Linked DNA regions of Oryzias latipes: region 2 is linked to region 1. Evidence: chromatin contacts called from public Hi-C data. All regions are on one chromosome and are shown on one strand. Each heading gives the region's core, a stretch centred on a gene start, on an enhancer-like site or on the middle of the called end of the contact. The rest is flanking DNA. Distances are from core to core; before and after follow the strand shown. Region 1 has its middle 16 kb from the start of itgb8. Region 2 holds the start of snx13 (sorting nexin-13).

What was found. Hi-C and Micro-C count contacts between places; a contact is called where the count stands out from the background.
Region 2: a Hi-C map of fibroblasts shows a contact between it and region 1, with 1.9 times the contacts expected there. The contact joins the promoter of snx13 here to the enhancer-like site in region 1. A contact is called at or near these places in 3 of 5 Hi-C or Micro-C datasets (embryo, fibroblasts and gastrula embryo).

Annotation. Positions count from the first base shown.
Region 1 is chr11:9,760,969-9,763,668 of ASM223467v1, reverse strand. No RefSeq gene overlaps it. Among protein-coding and RNA genes, the nearest start is that of itgb8, 16 kb to the right of the region's middle. Within about 2 kb of position 1,353, at least 2 of the 8 cell types and tissues checked have an H3K27ac peak or open chromatin away from gene starts, as enhancers often do.
Region 2 is chr11:9,832,748-9,835,493 of ASM223467v1, reverse strand. snx13 (sorting nexin-13) reads right to left here and starts at 1,429. Exons shown (of 25, transcript XM_023959800.1): 1 at 1,266-1,429. The coding sequence starts at 1,277.

The sequences.
Region 1 (2,700 bases), core at 104-2,603:
TTTAAAATCCCATAGTTAGCATTTCAAAGCTGACATGTCTGTTGAATGGAGTGAAGCCTTGTTGTCCTTCAATAAATAGCATGTAAAGTTTAATAAACTGGCCAGATTGTTTCCTCCCATGTCACCCTCAAAGACTCACTCTGCTGAAAATCATGTTTTTAGTGTTTCTAACATGTTCTTGAGGAATTTTTCTGACCATGAGGACATAAATGAAAGATTTAGCTCAAAAATTGTGTTTCTAAGTTTTTCTTGATTCAAATTGTTGTTAATCAGAAGCAGACAAACTTGTTTGAGCTCATTTGTGACATATAAAACACGCTGAGTTAGCCTCAACCACCGTGCGCCACTTCGCAAAGGGAAGGGGGGGTGGGGTTGCTCCGTGCCAGCAGTCCCACGATTCAGCAACTCAGAGGCAAATTTTACTCTTGCTGCTCTGGAGAAACTATGTCCTTAAAAACGACATGTTTTTTGAAAATTGCATAATCAGCATAATCATAATTAAAAGAACAGTAGGAATGCTTTGACAATACTTCAAAAGATGATTAGAGTGATTCTTGACAGAATCAATAAACATCAGAGACATCAAAAGCAAAACAAAAACGACAGGTCTGTTCACCTTTCTTTCTTTTCTTTTTTTTCTCTCCAAAAAGACTCATTCTTGTGATGCTTCTAGCTTTCGATTTATCAGTAACATCATTTGTTGTGACAGTAAAAGGAGGTGAAGTTACTGGGCAGAGCTGAAACAGCAGTTGGTAAAAAAGCTTGTTCTTGACAGAGGAAATCATGACAAATGAAGATGGGCCTTTTTTCATGGATGGTCATTTTTCACTGTATGTGTAGATTTACTGAGAGTTTTGTGCTTCTTTTGGCTTTTTATTTTGTGACTAGTCAGCTTCAGGATGCATCTGCAGGTTCTGTCTGTAGTGTTATATCATGTTGTTGCCGCTAGGGGCAGTGCTTTGGGCACGTGGTTTTATTTTTTTAGGTTTCATTCATAAAATGTATTTCACATTTTGAGAGGGCAATCAAAAGCAAATAGTGGAAACGATTTTTTTCCCACAAGTATAGAATGATTCCAGCTCTAAGCTGTTTTACAGTCCGTTTTGCTTGTGTAAGACTTTGTTTAGACACAAATTAACGTTCTCTGGGTTTGCTTCCTGCTTTTCCTAACTTGTATTTCTCAGCATTTCAGAAGCATCTGCTGAGCTGGCATCAGCTCAGCCAAGTAAACACACTTCTTATGAACTATTAAACACTTCACAGCAGGGACCACACACACCCACCCACACACACATACAAAGATGCACAAATGCATGACGGTTCGAGTGGTAAGTGAGAGTCCCAGAGCACAGTCGGTGGCCTCCTTTTTCCCCCAGCCACAGTGAAATTGGATCTCTTTTCCGTCTTCTGGAAGGAGTTGTAGGTTGAATCGTCGGTCTGGCCATGTCCCCCTTTGCTTTTACTGACTCAGTAAGCAAAGTATGAGCCAACCTGATTCAGCTCTACTATAGACACCCTACACTCTGTGTTAACATGAAGCTATACAAATGGCCGTGGAAAGCCACTTTTAGTTAAATCAGATGCAGAACTACTGTTTTTTTGTGCAAATACAAAATGGTCCCGTTACCAAAGCTATGAGGCACCTGTGTTGTTTTCTATCTGACATCTTATTAACCTTTTTAATACTATAAGAGAATTGAAACATGTAATGTTTAGTGTTGTTGCCTCTGTCATTGACTGCTCTTTACTATATGTCCACAAGAGGGCCCTGCTGAACAATCCAAAAGAACCCCAAAGGATTTTTATGTAAAGTCACCATTTGACAACACTGACCTCATCTGATTTGACGCAGTTTAGTCACAACTTTGTCAGTAAAAGTTCTACTTTACTGCTTTGATTCAAATAAAGTATGACACATTTTCTGTATCGTTTTTTTTATTTTATTTTCTCATAACACAAATGAATGACCTTTTCATTCTCAAATGAGAGTAACCTGACTTTGGTTGTGAATGTGCTCATTCTATCTGCGGGGAATAAGCCTGTTTTGCTGTTTTCTTTCTGAACCAAGGGAGCAGCTTGCTGAATGACAAAAAGAGAGGTTCACCCAGGAAGGAAACTCCCCGTTTCTCCCATAGGACGTCAGTCCAAAGATCAACACAACAGCTGTGTGTCTGTTTCTGAGCCTGGAAGAAGGAAAAAGGAGGGACTGCGTCAACATAGCTGACTCCCTCACATGTAGTGTAAAGCATCAAAGGACTGAGTTTCATTCTGATACTGTACAGCTGAAGCATCCAAGAGAAAATTATCAAAGCATTGTTGTAGGGCTTGTTTTTTTCCCCAAAAGTGTTATGAAAGATGTCAAACAAAATAAGAATTGCGATTGTAGGATGACCTATCTGTGAAAGATGTACTGCTAGGAGGAAGGACACACAAACGGATAAACACCCACTCACCCTCCACCCTTACAAACACACACAAACTAACTAACTCGCAAGGGTGGTGTAGCGCTTTCTTGGAGCTGCTGTTTTCCCAGAGCTCAATACATGTTTCAAACCCCAGCCAACTTTAGGACAGTACATAGAGTGGATTCAAATTAACAAAACATTCACGCCACCCTCAGATCCCCATATATTCCAATTGTGTTGCATCACGTGATCCACTTCTGTCATCTGCTTGCTAGAATCCAAAACAATTTTCTGC
Region 2 (2,746 bases), core at 180-2,679, 72 kb before region 1:
GCAATATTGATCACTAATATCGCACATCGCAAGTTTTGCTCATATCGTGCAGCCCTACCTCCTGCTGTTGCTTTTATTGTCATCACACTACAATGACGCTATTACAGGTGGCGGTCTACACCAAGCATTCACCATGAAAACAAACCGCTCAGTGGAAGCGAAGCTTAACTGAGTCGAGACGATCGCCAGAATCAATAGGACCGTATCGTAGCACGCCTTATGGTACCGTACCGCTAAGTGGAAACAAGGCTAAAGATGTACATGGATCTGGTCGTCTTCAAGGTCCGCCTGTATGTATAAGAATGGAGCGGAGCATCGAGCTTGAGATCCACCAACTGTAGCACCTACATCAATACTACAAGCTTTTTCCTGGGAGATTATTTTGTCTGCTCCAGATTTACAATTCGAAAAAATAATTTCTCAGAAATGCAATTTTAATATTAATTTTCTTTATATGCGTCCTTTATCAAGATAGAAAATGCCACAATGAAGCCTCCTAATAGACAAAATGTTATGATTTTCAGAACTCAAAGATGTATGTAAAGCTGTCACATTGATTATTGCAGTCATATGATTACTTCAAGCTATGGAATTTAGTAGTTTTGTCTGCACAAAGTCGGGCGGATAAATCAGCATTGGTCACGTGATGGACGTGGTGAATCAACGTGAATGCAAGGCTGACTTAAAGAAAAAACACACAAAGAATAGCTAAAAACAAAATTTTACTTATACTGCAGAAATGAAACTAGGAATAAGGAATAATAAGATATATGTTATGCTTCGTTTTAGAGAACCTAACTTTTTCTCAAGACGAAAACTAAGAAAAAGTCCTACTAGTAGTAGTTGTATTGTAACCTGCTGCCTATACGACCAACACCTCGGCTTTACGCTTTAACATTGCAGCTTCTAAAGCCCAGCTCACCTGTATGTGTTGTAATAATACAGAAACTCGACACTGCCAGACTTTTATCATCATATGAACACATGATATTACCGACACAGTCAGTGTCCTGCTAATCCAGAACGAACTGTCTGTTGACACAGTGCCGGTATTATCTAAGCCCCTTAGATGTATTATCCGGGACTGACCGCCACTTCTAGCTGACAGGCTCTCTGGAACGCCAGTGGCTAGTTCCGTTCTCTCCCTCGCCTGACAGGCTCTGTTTACCTGTGGGGCTAGCACTCAGGCGCTAGCTGCGTTCTAGCTAACTAGCCTCGATCACCAGTGGAAAACACACGACTGTATCTCAGCCGCGCCAACTTACCTCAGCTAACATGATCTAATGGCTGTGCACGCGGTGGCTCTGGCTAACTCCACCACATTGTAACAAGCCAAGTTGAGGCAATTCTTTCCGCTGAAAGCAGTCTCATTGCAATGCTCCGTACTCTCTCCGGAGCGTCGCCATGTTTGTAAGATTTACATCTTGGGTGTCTCGGCTCTGGAATTCGCCGTGTCATTGGCTGGAAGGCGATGACGCAAAAGGCAGCGATTATCAAGACTGACGGACCTAAAAACGTTTTTATTCATGCAAGTATCGCATCATGGAAGGAGAATTTGATTCTCAAATTTGTCTAATTTGTAAAAGACAAAAATCAAGCTGCAGTTCATTATATGACTTGACCTTTACTGAAATAAGTAAACACAAATAATATGCAAAGAAATGCAATACATACATACATACATACATACATACATACATACATACATACATACATACATACATACATACATACATACATCGAAGGAAGGCAGATACATAAGTACAAACATACATATGTAGACACGTTCATGCATGCATGCATCTATGCATACCTACATACATTAATACAAAAATACATACATACGTTCATGCATGCATATATACATACTTACAGACGAACATAGGTCGGTATTAACATATATATGTACATGTATGCATACATACATACATAAGTAAATTTGTACGTACATGCATTACTTGCATGCATACATACATACATACATACATACATACATACATACATACATACATACATACATACATACATACATACATACATACATACATACATACATACATACATACATTAGAACATGCGTGTTTGCATCCATTCATACAAACCAACATACGGACACACATAGGTCCAAACCTATGTATGTACGTATATGCAGGCATGCTCAAATGAATATGTTTGTACATATCTACGTACATACATATGTACAAACATATGTACATACATATGTATGTTTTTTACATAGGTACATACATATTTACATACATACAGACAAAATAGAATCTTTAAAATGCTTTAAAAGACTTGTTTATCCCTTTCTAAGAATGACTGAATTTTTTTTATGTCCACATTTTATAAATCTTTTGGGACAGACACTACAGGCCGGTCATTCCAAAAGCATGTTACAGAGTAAATTCTTTTCCTTTGTGAGGTAAATTTGTAAGGCCAGGAGATTTCCTGTTTGTTGGACAGAAATAATGAATTGTGATTATCCTGTTGTAAATAAAGGACTACCAGCTTGATTTTGTTTTTTTAAGAAAGTTATTTTTTTTCACCACCAGAGGTCAGAATCAGACAATGTTTGATCCTGCTGTGTCTAAGTTATGAAATCCCAGTACTGAGGTTCCTTTACTGAGCTAAGTGTATTTTTTCCACTGAAAAGGTTAAACTATAACTTGATACATAAAAAACAGAGAATCTTGAGGAAAGAATCATCACATATTGCCTTTTTTTTATAAGAGGCAACATACTT